Linked DNA regions of Rattus norvegicus: region 1 is linked to region 2. A link is a contact called in public Hi-C data. All regions are on one chromosome and are shown on one strand. Each heading gives the region's core, a stretch centred on a gene start, on an enhancer-like site or on the middle of the called end of the contact. The rest is flanking DNA. Distances are from core to core; before and after follow the strand shown. Region 1 has its middle 17 kb from the start of Nmd3. Region 2 holds the start of B3galnt1 (beta-1,3-N-acetylgalactosaminyltransferase 1 (globoside blood group)).

The links. A called contact is a pair of places that touch in the nucleus more often than the background predicts.
Region 1: a Hi-C map of mammary epithelial cells shows a contact between it and region 2, with 3 times the contacts expected there. The contact joins the enhancer-like site here to the promoter of B3galnt1 in region 2. A contact is called at or near these places in 2 of 12 Hi-C or Micro-C datasets (Schwann cells and mammary epithelial cells).

The regions. Positions count from the first base shown.
Region 1 is chr2:156,301,901-156,309,189 of GRCr8, forward strand. It overlaps a transcript of Nmd3 not described here. Among named protein-coding and RNA genes, the nearest start is that of Nmd3, 17 kb to the right of the region's middle. Within about 2 kb of position 2,146, at least 10 of the 93 cell types and tissues checked have an H3K27ac peak or open chromatin away from gene starts, as enhancers often do.
Region 2 is chr2:156,182,004-156,188,985 of GRCr8, forward strand. It overlaps B3galnt1 (beta-1,3-N-acetylgalactosaminyltransferase 1 (globoside blood group)), which reads right to left and starts at 4,741. Exons shown (of 3, transcript NM_001013158.2): 1 at 4,476-4,741. It overlaps LOC134485628 (a long non-coding RNA gene), which reads left to right and starts at 4,950. Exons shown (of 2, transcript XR_010063833.1): 1 at 4,950-5,276; 2 at 5,521-6,096.

The DNA.
Region 1 (7,289 bases), core at 896-3,395, 120 kb after region 2:
CAGCATGTTCTGTCAGGGGACGGGCAGTCATTTTATACCTGTAGTAGTGACAGCAGGGAAGACTGTTTTATGTTTATGCTGTCAATGGCTAATATCTACTTCAGGAAGCACACAGTCGCTGTCTGCAACTCTATCTCTGTGCTTCTTGGTACGTAAGTTTTGTAGATAACAAGAAAAATTAGAACCCTGTGTTTAAGTTAAAACTCAACCTTGACTATGTTTATCAATGCCCATTTAAAACCCAGCTAGCTACAGGCAGTGCACTTTAAAGTCCCATGGCTACAGAGCACTAAATCCCATTTTAACCTCTGGTGTAGCAATGTTCTTACCACTTGCTCATATCTAAATTTTTAGATAAAATATAAACAAAAATGGATTATCTGAGAAGGTTTAAGGAAGAAGAAACAAATCCCAAGATAATCCCCAAACTGGCTATAGCTCATTCTGCTTCCTAAGGGGAACGAAGAGGTGAGGATGGTCTAGTTTTTATCGATAATGTGAATGCTTCTCTCTAACCTACCCTACATGCAGTGCTGGAGAAGAAAGAGTCATGCCCATAGTTACAGAATAGGACTGAAAGTGCTGGGGGCTGGGACTGCGTTTGCTGTCCCAGAGCCTGGGAGAGGAGGGAAGAGGGTGGGGAATGGAGTCCAGAGTCTGGAGTCAAGAATATGGAGTCAGAAAGGGGGCAAGAAACCACAGCAGAAACCAGAGCCTGATCAGAGAGAGATGTCCTGTGGGAACTCTATCCTGTGGAGTCACTGCAAGGTTTTAGCAATAAGGCTATTGCTGAATGAAAATAGAGGGAAGAAGGAGAAATAAAAAGGAAAGGAAAGGACATGACTGCTCCTAAATGTGGTGGAGAAAAGTTTATTCTAGATAAAAGGGAGACATAGCCAGAGGCAGACATATCTGGGAGAGTCCAGAGTGGATATGACCAGGCTGAGCTGGGCCATGTTGGGAGAAGGGGAGGGGAAGGAAAAGCAAAGGGGCACAAAGCTGGTGCAGGAGTCAAGAGGCCAAAGGCATGAAAAAGGGCAGATAACCAAAACATCTGGATTGCATAGGGAGGAGCGCCTAGGCTGGAGTGTTCAGGGTAGAGGACTGGGGCAGGCTGGGAGAACCTGGAGACTAGGCCAGCTCTGACAGGTTAACTAGGCACCTCAGTAGCTGTTCCAGGGTTCAGACTTAACAATTGCTAGCTCTCGGTTTGGTTGTTTGCCCCGTCCCATTATCATTTAGTCCCACCCTTCATGAACATCAACCCTTCATATACATCATACATAGAAAGTGAGGAGAGCTGAGGCGCATACCGCCCTCATAGGGAAATTGTTAGAAAACGTCAAGACAGCCAGAAGTCTTCAAAATTGTAGTATTTTAGGCTGAAAACCTGTCTACAAAGGGAAGGGTGCTCTTAAAGGCAAAGGCCACAATTTACTCTTGAGAGCTTGGGCCTCCGAAGGTGTGATAGAATCGCAAGGGGTCTTTCGAATTTATGCAATTTCTGGTATTGTCTTATCAGCCTCAGTTTGCTCAAAGATCTGGCCTCAGACCAAAGATGAAGTCCTTAGCTGCTACAAAATGTCTGTCCTTTTCCCTCTGAAATGTCCTGGGAAACAGAAATGACCATAGCCCCTGCTCTAGCTCCTTGGGACACAAGTGAATCTCATCAGGGGAGAGATAAGGCCTGTTCTTTTCTTCGTCTTCCTTAAAATGTCAATAAACATCTTCTATCTTGGGCTATGAGTCCAGTCATGCACCCACATAATGACGTTTCAGTCAACAATAGACTGTGTGTCTAACAGTGGTCTCAATATTTGTCCCCTAAGAAGGCAATAGCCATCGTAATAGGATAAGTACAGCCTGCACAGAGAAGAAAAGGAGAAATATGAGGAATGTAGTCATTCCCTGTCTACAACACACACACACACACACACACACACACACACACACACACACACACACACACACAGTTTAACCTAAGTGATTGTGCCTGGAGTATACCTGACCGGTGATTAAACAGAAGTAAAGACAGGTTTTATTTTTATGTCTGGAAATACTCAGCCAGTTGGAGCAAGACTGGTCTTTGCAGGGCTCCGGTCATCACATCTACACAGTTCTATCGGGTTCTTTCAGCCTGATGCAAATTCAGTTTCCCTTCCTGTTTGGAAACTCCCCTAGAGAGAGGTTTACAGCTGCTGACTTTGTGCTTCCCCGAAGAAATCAGGAAATGCATTTCAAGGAAGTTGAGAGAAAGCTTGGCTTTACTGAAATTGCTAGTTCCAGAAAGCTAAAGATCTTTCTGCGTCTCTGTAATTCAAAAACTCTCAGTTTAAAGTAATCTAGACCCTGGGGCCTAACGACCTGAGCCCATAGAACAAATGTACAATACACAGCTTAATAGGAGAAAAGGTACATTTAATTGCAATTGTACAATAGTCAAACTGCGGAAACTCATAGACGGCCCAGGCGGTTGCAGCTTAAACGTACAGGGAACAGAGCTGCGAAGCTTGTAGCAATTGTAGAGGAGGGTTGAACTATAAAGGAGGTAAATAGAACCGAAGCATAGGCAATGGTCCTAGACAAAGGTCGCCTGAGTCCTAGGCAGTGTGCGGTCAGCTCCGGTCTCCTTGTAAATTACTCTTGTGGAAGATGCAGCTTTTAAGTAGCTTTGGAAACATCAGGAAAATCACACTCTCATGCTTGGGGAAAGGAAAAGATGCCAGAGACGCGGACAGGATAGGAGAAGGTGAGATAGACCCTGGTTCTGAGTGTTCACAGTGGCAAGCGCTGTACTGTTAGGCTCCATTTTCTGAAACCCAATAGCTTTTCGTTTCTTCCACCCCCCGCCCCCCATTCCTATCCACCTTCAATTTTCAATTCAGATGCAGCCCTGCTTAACTTCCAAGATCAGATGAGATGGGGCATGATCAGGGCGTATAACTGGACTCTTTCTTTATATATATGAAGAATGCACTATTTGCGAACTGTTTTCTACCCCTACCATATGTAATAATTTTGCCCTAATAGTTTTAGTTGTATTTACTGAGAACAGGGTTAAGACTTTCAGACAAACACTGCAGCAGACTTCCCACCAATCCTTTTTTCTTGCTAATTGGCCCAATGATGACTTCTATAGCTTTGCCCTCCTTCCCTTCCCAGCACAAGATCCCCCACTAGGATGAAGTAGTATGTTATTTAGTTGTCATGGGTTTCTTTGGTGTGGATATGAAAAGTTTTCTTGGCTTTTATCGAGTATTCTGACTTAGATTTTTGAGAAAATAACTTCTTTTAAAAACAAAGTTAGAACAGTCCTTAATTTGCATTTGTCTGATATCTTCTGCTGATTGCATTTAGAGCAGAACAGTCCTTAGGGATGCTCTAGCCCTAGCCTAACCCTAACCCTAAACACATCCAGAAGCACACCTTCTGTGCCATCTCTTTCTCAGTTGTCACCTTAATCTTATTTTCTGGATTGTTTACACGTAGTTGCTAGGGGTTTGTTGCTATTGGTTTCTAATTAGCATATAATTAGAGTGATAGGCTTCCCTATGGAATTTTCATGTATACATGCTTTGTTTAACCGCAGACCATTTCCCTGACCTTCATCTGTGTTTAAATCCTTCTACCTCCAGTATTGCCCCTTCACTTTTAAGCCATATTCGTTCCATTATTCTCCTGCCCTTACTCCTTACAACTCTTTCCTTCCCTCTTCTGGGCCTCTTTCTAGTTCCATGACCTCACCCACTCCCCCATAAATACACACGCCTAAGAGTTAGAAACTAGGATGTGCGTGTGTCAGGAATATGTGCTATTTGTTTTTCTGGGTCACTTATTTCACTTCATATATTGCCGAGTTCTCTCCAGGTGTAACCGGTTAGAATGCAAAGAAAAGGGTGGTTTGGTTTTTCCCAGAGACCAAATGGTGTAAAGACGCCCCCTTGTGGAAGGTTAGGTTCTCCTTACAATCAAATCCAAAGAGAACCTGTGTTTGATAAAGTTCTTTGTTCTATAAAGGGCTGCATATGTTCATTTGTGATGGGAAGCTGCTGCCTTTGCTATGAACAACAGGACCAGTAATAAAATTAGGAATTATGTTCTTCACAGATTATTTTTTTAAATATCCTATTAGATATATTTATTCTATTATTTTATGTGCATGCGTGCTCGAGCTACATGTATGTAAATGCACAGTATGAATGCCTGGTACCAAGGAGACCAGAAACGAGTGTTAAAGTCCCCTGGGACTAGAGTTACAAAGGTTACAATCCACCATATGGGTACTGGGCATCAAACCTGGGTCCTGTGCAAAAGCACCAAGATCTCTCAAATGCCGAGCCAACTCTCCAGGCTCCAAGATTATCTATTCTTGAAAGAATTTTGGTTTAATTGCTTCAAGATGCATTGTCCTATAAAAAGATCATCTCATAAGTTGTCCTTTCATCAAAATCTGAGGCTTTCTCTATTCAAAAATAGTATTTGTCGTGTTAGAGTGACGGCTCACGGGGTAAAGGCACTTGCTGCCAAGATCGAGGAGCCGAGTTCAATTCCAGAAGGTCACACAGTGGCCCCACACAAATAGATGAGTTTAAAAAAAGAAAAGAATATTGAATTAAAAAAAACAGTATCTGTGGCTCCGTCTACCTTTTCTGGTAATCATATAAGTAAATATTGATATCCTGTAGCCAATCAGAATCTGGTGTTATCAAAATCTACCTTAAAAATGTTTTTCTGGGCTGGAGAGACAGCTCAGAGGTTAAGAGCACTGAGTGCTCTTCCAGGGGTCCTGAGTTCAATTCCCAGCCACCACATGGTGGCTCACAGCCATCTGCAATGGGATCCGATGCCCTCTTCTGGTGTGTCTGAAGACAGCAAGGGTGTACTCATATACATTAATCTTAAAAAACAAAACAAAACAAAAATAAAAAACACTCCACTGCTTGGGAGAAATGTCCTACTATTTTTAGATTTATTTATGGTTTTATGTGCCTGAGTGCTTTACCTTCGTGTATATATGTCTACCGTGTGTGCCATGTGCAAGCTTGGCACTCATGGAGGCTGAGAGAGATTATCATGTCCCCTTAGACTGGAGTTACAGACAGCTGTGAGCTGTCTTATGGGTGCTGGGAACCAGACCCAGGTCCCCTGCAAGAGTAGCAACGCTCTCCTCACTTATCCCAGTGACTAGTCCCCAGATCTACTTTATGAAAGAAATTATTTTAACGTTAAGGAAAGAAATACTTTGCAAATCCTCAGGAGAGCTATGGTACGTGTCTATAAAAGGAAGCTAGACATGTTTATAATGTCTACCCTCAATGAGCTCAAGAAACACTGTGCAGTTGATGGGGATAGGGAGATGTGGCACTTACTCTCCGGGGCCTGGGGTCTTGTTTGGAGCGATTCTCTGAGGAGTAAGCCTACCGATACTTGGGAAGAACATTGCGATGGAATTATATGTGCCATAGCAAACCCTGAACATTGTGTTTAAGCTACTTGGGTACCAAATTTACTTATTCATTTTGTGGTTCTGAGAACTACAGAAAAGATAGGACTAAGGGGAAACAAGGAGCTTCTCTACAGAGGTAGTAAAACTGTTCATTACCCCACAAGCAAACCTGACAACCTAAATTCAACCCTCAAAAGTTGTCCTCTGAGTCCACTTCCGTCTTCTCTCTGGCCAGTGTGTTATACCCCAACCCCGCACCGCTCCAGTGGAGGGAACCCTGAGAGACTGAAATCCTGAATGTGAATGTGTATTGTTCCCATGGGCACAGCCATGTGAGGACTTCAAGGCCACAAACTCACAGACATTGACAAAGCTGGCTGCCTTACAGGGCAGGCTCAAGAGGGATGGCAAATCTCTCCTCTGAAGTCCGAGTATGAGTGATTATGATTATGACTGAATAGTGTGTGCAAAGACTAGCTACTGCTGTTTCCTCTTCCGGGATGTTCGTAGGCTGAGACTCCCACTTGTACTGAGCCTCCTACCCCTGCGCCGTACCGGATGAACATGCTGAGATTCCGGGTTGTGGGAACCTCTGGCCTTGACTTTGCCTGTTCTTTCTCCACTACCTTGATGCCCCCAATCACAATTATGGACCCCAAGCCACGCAACCCATGCACTCAATACAGGGCTGTTACAGAGAATCACTGTGTCACTGTGACTAGACACGTTGCTAACTAGACTTCCCAGAAGCAAAAGAAAAGGTGTGTATAAAGGACCGTGCAGGATGCACAAGCTTGTAAACAGTAATACTTCTAGACTATTTTAATGCATAGTACTCTTTGTTGTGAATTTCCAATGACTCCTTGAATGTTCTAGAACGTTTGTGTTGATTTTGTTAAACTTGGGTGTCCATGTCTATGGTGGCAATTAAAGCAGGTTTTGTCAGCTTTTGTTATTCACATGTTGTTTGAGTTTAATCTGTGTTATTGACAAGGACTAGAGAGAAGGCTCAGAGGTTAAGTTGCCTGCTGCTCTCACAGAGGACCTGTTGATTTCCCAGCACTCATGTGTTAATTTACAGTCACCTGTCATTCTAGTACAGTGTATCTGAACTCCTATGCTGGCCTCTGTTAGCATTTTGTCTAAGCTCCACCCCACAGTTACCTGGCAACAGGCAAGTGCACCTGACTCACTATAAAAGGGGCTGCTTGCCCCTCCTCTCTCTTGCTCTCTTGCCTTCATGCTCCCCCTCTTTCCCCATTCCCCTCCCCCCACTCTCCATGTGCTCATGGCTGGCTCCGCTCCTCTTCTCTCTCTCTCTCTCTCTCTCTCTCCCCCTTTCTCTGTCTCTACTACCCTTTCAACTCCCTTCCCCATGCCCTGAATAAACTCTGTTCTATACTATACCATCATGGTGTGGCTGGTCTCTCTGGGGGAAGGGATGCCTCAGCACGGGCCTGCAGAGGCACCCCCACCCCTTACCCCATACCTGACTACACATCCACCAAACATAGTCCTTCTCTCCTTGTCTTTTTTTTTTAAATTTATTTATATTTTATGTATATGAGTACACTGTAGCTGTCTTCAGACACACCAGAAGAAGGCATCAGATCTCATTACAGATGTTGTGAGCTACCATGTGGTTGCTTGGAATTAAAATCAGGACCTCTGGAAGAGCAGTCAGTGCTCTTAACCACAGAGCAGTCTCTCCAGCCCTCTCCCTATCTTTTTATAAAACACAACAGCCTCCAAGAGTACCAAGTACATATATGGTGCACTTACATACATGTAGGTAATGCACTCACTCACACACACAAAATGAAGATAGGATACATTAAAAAAA
Region 2 (6,982 bases), core at 3,491-5,990:
TCTATCTGTGTAACAACTTTGGTAACTTTTGCATTAGCACTAATGCTAACAACAGTTCACTTCCAGGTCAGGAGACTGGAGTCCCCAGAACTTGGGGACTGGAGCTGTTGGTACAGCTCTGGGACTTTAAGTCCTCTCCTGTCCAAATGGAACTGAACTACTACACTGTGACAGCCTTGTAAGTTGTCTTATCTTCTGGCCTGGGGCCTTCTCGCTTTCCTCAAATGGGGCCTCACTGTTACTTTTCCTCAGGGATGAAGAGCGGTCAGAGTTGAACCAGAAACATCAAAGGAAAACCTGGATATGTGGGCCACTCTCTTCCGTAAACATCACACCCAGCCTTTCCGGATTCTTCCTAAGACAGTTTCTAACAGCCTTCCCACCCAACATCACTTTTCAGCCATTAGGGACACAGACAAGATTGGTGACCACAAGGAATAAGCAGATACCAGGAATCCCTATCTGACTCAGTCCAGTTTTTTCAGGGTTCCTCCACACAAGGTCCAGAGAAACTTGAGAGAACACAAAAATTGCCTTCTTTGTTGAAATCTAGGTACTTAAACAAATGAACAAAATGGAAATTGCACGTCTGAGGACAGCAGCTGTCCAGTGTCAAAGTGGCTGATCCATTGTACGTAGGTTTCCTCTTCATACAAAGTTCTAATTGCTCAATTTATGAAAAAAATTGTTTTGAATTATATGTATGTGTGTATCTATGTGCACACGAGTGCAGGTACCCGCATGTGTCAAATGCATTGGATTCCCTGGAATTGGGGTTGCAGGTGATCATGGGTCACCTGATGTGGGTGCTGGGAACCCACATCCTCTACAAAAACAGTACACATACTCAGTGAGCCACCTCTCCAGCCCTAATTGCTTACTTCGTAATAATGAACCTGAGCTATTCATTGGCTGAGCCCCACTCCCTGAGACCAGTAGATGTTTTCACAGGTAGCAAGTTTAAACACGCCCCTGCCTTTTCTCAGCTCCGCCCCTCAAGTCCCAGCTGGCTGCTGCTGCACCACAACTGGCTGTGTCAGGGAGAAGCCAGGGAGAAGCCAGGGAGAAGTGGGGCTTTCATCCAAACCTGATGATAATGGAAGCCTTCTGCCTCCGAGTGCTGGGTAGAAGATAAGTGGGCTTTTAAAGAAAAAGTTCCCAAGAATTATATACTGTCTACCATGACAGTTTTCTGGTAGTTAAAGCAATCTTGAAGATAGGACTTTATTCGAGACTGGGGACTGGGTGTGCAGGGACCTTGGGCTAAGAAGCAGATAGGAAAAGCAGAAAGCAGTGGGAACTGAAATTCTTATTTCGCATCTGCCTACCTTCGCTTTATCCCCTGTCAATACTTTGTAGTGAGGTTAGGGCTTTAAGTTGTGGGGGGTGGGTGTCTTTATTTTTTCCTCTCTTTTCTTTCTCTCTCTCTATATTAAAAGGCAAAGTGGGCTTTGCAGAAAAGTCTGTGATTATGGCAATTTATACAGTAACAGTTTGCAACACTATAAAATGTGCAGTCCAGGAATAGAAGGACCTAGAACCCGAACCTTTCCAATGTTTTTCAATATCAAATGCTGCGCCCATTAGCCCCCAAGCAAGGTGACTGAGTCTCCAGATTCCTGCATAGGGAGGGGCCAGTGGAAGCAGAGAGGGTACACACCCTCTGTGGCTGTCAACAGCCAGTGGGAAAGGGAGCAGGAGAGACTGGGAAAGGGAACTAAGAGCTCACCAATCAGCAAAATGCATCTGAAAGCCCATGAAGCTTCATCTAGCTAACACGCCTGTCTCTGCCCTACATCAGGGCCAGCCCAGATCTCTTATATATCTTCTCCATTGGGCTAAGTCATTAACTGTCGGTGCTCTTTGTCACCTGTGGGTCTTTCAATCACTAGTCCATTCACACATCTCCTGTGTGCCAGCTTGTGTTAGAGGCTAAGACAGCATGTGGAGGACAAACTCACCCTCAAATCAACACAGTGCATGGCAAAGTTTAACCTGAACCTCATGATTGAAACCCATGAAGAGAAAATTGCACAGGTTCCCAGTTCAAACGCCTCCAAAGCAGCAACCAGTGTGCAGGGTAGGGAACTGAGCTTGTACACTCAGACTGTAGATGCCTAGCAAAGGAACACAGCTTACACTAAGATAAAGGACTAGTTAATACCATCTTAATACTATCATCATTTTTTCCTGGGGGTGAGGTGGGAAGATGGCTCAGTTGCTAAAACACTTGCTGTGCAGGCATGAGGACCTGGGTTTTGGTTACAGCACCCATGCAAAAATCTGGGTCCAGCAGCATCTGTAATCCCGACATTGGGGAGGTAGATACAAGAGGAACTCTGGGGCTTGCTGACCAATCAGTCTAACCAAATCGATATGCTTCAGATTCAGTGAGACCCTGTCTCAAACAGTGGGACGGACCACTGGGTAACGCTGCTTGCCCCCAAGCCAGCTGTGAGAGTCTGATTTCAATGTACTAAAGCCACATGGTACACAGAGAGGACTGACTCCTGCCAGATGTCCACTAACTTTCATGTATGTGTCTGTGAGTGTGTGTGTATGTGTGTCTGTCTGTGTGAGTGTGTATACATTATGACATGTGTGTGCCCTCACACACAATAATAAATCTTTAAATAAAAAGTAAGGTGATGAGCAAACAAGGAATAAAGATATCCACTTACACACACACACACACACACACACACACACACACGCACATGCACGCACACACACACACACGCACTCACACACAAACATGTACTTGCATACACAATAAAAAGAAACTGGGCAACTGCATTTCAAAACTAAAGTCTGTAACTAAATCAGTAGCCAAATACAGTTGCAGATGCTGTCTGAAGCTCTACTGTCATGGTGGGACAGACGGCGGCTGCAGGCTGATGAATGCCTTTAAAGGTAATGGTAATCTTTATTCTAACTTGTAAGGCAGTAGTCAACAAGTTGGGCATGAGGACACAGGCCTTTAATCCCAGCACTTGGGTGGCAGGTGGATCTTTGTGAGTTTCAGGCCAGCCTGGTCTACATGTAGAGCTCCAGGACAACCAAGACTACCTAGAGAGAACCTGCACACTATCCCCACCCCCAAAGTATATTCAAATTCTCAGAATCTTATCTATATTCTGTGTAAAGGATGGACAAATATTTTGTTTTCCACAAAAGGCAAGATAGTAAATATTTTCTTTACCAGTCATATCTCTATCTGGTTACTTGATTCTTCTTTAAAACAATGGAATCACAGGCAACTGTAAGCAAATGTGTGCAGCTAGGTTCCCCACAGACAACAAAGCTCAAGGATTTCATGTGAGTGTGTGTGTCTGTGTGTGTATGTGTGTGTGAGTGTGTGTCTGTCTGCCTGTCTGTGTGTGTATATGTGTGTGTGAGTGTATGTGTGTGTCTGTCTGTGAGTGTACGTATATGTGTGTCTGTCTGTGAGTGTGTGTGTATGTGTGTCTGTCTGTGAGTGTGTGTGTATGTGTGTGTGTCTGTCTGTGAGTGTGTGTGTCTGTGGTGTGTCTGTCAGCCTGTCTGTGTGTGTGTATGTGTGTGTGTCTGTCTGTGAGTGTGTATGTGTGTCTGTCTGTGTGTATGTGTGTATGTGTATTGTGTGTTGTCTGCACGCAATATTCTTGTTAGAAAACTTTTTTTTTAAAGAAGTACTATATGATAACTTTAATGCTACTACAGCTAAAACCAATGGTCTCTCCCTGACAAATTGCTTTAGGACAAGTTATGCATCATCAGGATCTTCGTTTCAGGATAGGCATGGATGCTTTCTTCTCTGTTCTCTACTTGTCCTATTCGATAACCAAGAACTGAATTTGAATAGTCTTGATAATGAAGTATTTTTAATGCTGCAGTTCTCCTATAGCCATTCATTTTAAATAAACAAACCTGTCAATGTGAAAAGAGAGAAAATGCCACACTTTTCTCTCAGTAAAAGGGAGGTCCCTTCCTAGAGTTATGGAAGTTCAGTATGAGGTGTCAACACTACAGAGAGCCCAAACTCCCTGCTTCTGCCTCAAACACTCAGAGCTAAAACACAAATTTGTTATGGGCGAATGCTGCAAACTGCAACCGTCCTACGTCCTACCTCTGAAAACAAACGGTTGGGCAATTCCTTCCTTGGCAGTAGCGTTTCCTAACAAAGCAAGCCGCTTCTCCTAAAGGCTGGGGATGTGGAAAAAAATATGTCAAAAAGCAATGCCTGCCTTTTAGTCCTTAAGTCACAAACACCAAATACAGCTCTCCATGCTGCAGCTGACAGCATCCTTTCCAACCTGAAATAGCGAGGCTCCCTCCATCTAATATTTCCTTTACAAGGCTTTGTACGTTCACTCAGACCTCTCACTATGTAGCCTTAATCTTTAGGAGTCTCCTCCTCCTTCTTTCCAAATCTCCCATTCCCTTCCCCGAGGCCAGCCTCCTCACCATCCCTCCCCCATGAAGCTCTCTCCTACCCGGAGGACCGCAGGCCCTTTCCCGCCTGGAATGTGTGTTCCTCCCTCCGGGCCTGCTGCAGGTCCACCGGTTTGCCGACCGTATTCTCCGCTTCTCCTCGGCCGCGAGGACAACCTGGCCACCCCCTAGGCTTACAGCCCGGGAGGCAGGGCAGGATGGATTCCTGCGTCCGCGCATAGGGCGCTCCCCCAAGTAGTCCAGACTCTCCGGTCCCTGGTCCCGAGCCTCAAGAACCAGCTGAGACCAGCTGGGAAGGCCGGAGCCCAGGGCGTGGCAGCTCGTAGGCGGCGCGCTCCACAGAGGCGTGAGCGGCACCCGGGGCTTCGGAGCCCGGACCCAGGAACCTAGAAGGCTGCTCCACGAGAGCGGTGCTCGGCCGCCACCCAACCGTCTCACCGCAACGCCCGCCCGCTCCACACTCACCTCCCGCGCGCCAGTGGCACCCGCAGCGGTGCGGCCCGCGTTCGCTTCCTGCGCGCGAACACAGGTTCCCCGCAACCGCACGCACGCCACGCAGGCGCGCGCGGGGTCCCAGCGCCCACAGCCCAGCGCTGTTACAGCTGCCAGCCACTGCCGCGGGCGCCAGCATCACCGTCGCAGGTTTCGCATAAGACTCCGACTCCGGTTTTTGCCTTGTGCCGTCTTAGGGCGAGCTACCTAAATGTGTAGCCAACAGATTTCACCCCAGGGATGACTGGGAAAGGAGGAAGCCTTGGCATTCTCAGAAGGCTGGTTCTCATTTCAGGAGTGCAGGGAAGGAAAGCTTTGGTGTATGTGGACCAGAGGCTCCCAGAGTCCTGGTACCCTGCCCCCACCCCACCCCCACCCCACCCAACCCCCCTAACTGACTCTAGAAACAGCCCATTGCTATGAACACTTGGTCAACTCCACTCTGAGTCATCTCCACCCAAATGGTGAGGGGGGGTGCGGGGGGGGGGAGGAGGGGAGAGGCCCTGGGTGTTGCCACACTGGCTCTGTTTATCCCGGGAACAAGGGTGGAGGTGGTTCCATTCAAAAATAAAGTTTCCTGTTTTCTGTCCAAAGGCCCCTGGAAACAACGTGTCATCCGAAAACAAAGACTCATGCTGGTCTCTTGGCTTTAGAACCGTGAACAGATTGGCCTCACTCCAGTGAAAAGGAAACAATTTTTCAGTGAACACTTAAATACATGCATCTAAATTTCAACGACTTAACAATTCACAAGAATTGCTTTCCCACCGGTTCTAGACGCTTCCGATTGCGTCTTCGACACAGCCGGGTCAGCATTATCGATTTCGAAAAACTAGAGTTCTACAGTATCACCATGCTCACGGAAGAAAGTCCTACTGCTTTCCTAGAAAGTTGAGCTTATCAGGATTGGAATATTGTCCCTCTGAGTCCCTGTAGAATTATATAGGTGAAGTACAACCCGTTTTCAGGGCAGGACTTTTGGAAGTTACCCAGTTCCGTTTGTCTGATGTTTTTGCCCTCCCAGCATGATTTAACTTCTCTTTAGCTCTGTAATTTAAGTGGGAGCTTCTTGAACCAGAAGCTTGGTGTGATGGTAGGACTCCTTCACACATTCTATAGAGCTCTAAGTGTTATTTCCCCTGGGGGAGACTATTAAATTCTTAAACACAATCTCAGTTGTCCCAAAGCTAATACCATGGAAGTAAGGAGGGGTGTTCTTCCAAACTGTTCCATTATAAACAAAGACGGACAGTGCTTCTCTTCAGTGGTTAATAGGTAATATGTCAAATGAAGATTTTGAAAATTCTTTGGAGGAGTGTATTTTAAATTCCTTCGAGAGCAGAGAGTGCTAAAGACCAATGGTTCGATAAGGCAATAACACTCCCAAGATTGTCAGAGGAGCCAGTGGTAGCATGTCCTTTAGATAAGCTCATATGACCAGCCTTTAACGTGAAAACCAGCTGTCAAGAGTATCGTTTACACAAGACAATGCCAGAGGCACTGGAGCCAACTCAGTGAATAAGACCGAGTCCTTTAAGATTCAATCACTCAGGGGTTGGGGATTTAGCTCAGTGGTAGAGCGCTTGCCTAGCAAGCGCAAGGCCCTGGGTTCGGTCCCCAGCTCCAAAAAAAAGAAAAAAGAAAAAAAAAAAAGATTCAATCACTCGCAAGGTAATTTGTCTTAGCGAGACTTTCTGTGGAAGTGTCAGGGTAGGGGGATATCATAGGAGTGTCCCAACAAGCAGAACAGTGTCACACCATTGAAAGTCTGCTGACATTAATAGACTAATTTTTGATCAGTTGTCCCTCTGCATCTGGTACTGTGAGTTTTCAGTACAAGAAATTGTGACATCAATCACGAGACTTTGAAAACAAGCCCATGTACCTAGATATGTAATATGATTACCCCCTACATTGTCTGGCACCATAACCTCAGACAGCCAAGTAGTAGATAGAGCAGAATTAAGTTGGATGCCAGCTTTACTCAGAGTCCCTGAGCTCTGTGTTTTGTGCAGTTTGGGTTTCCTGAGAGTATGAATACTTCTACTAAAAACAG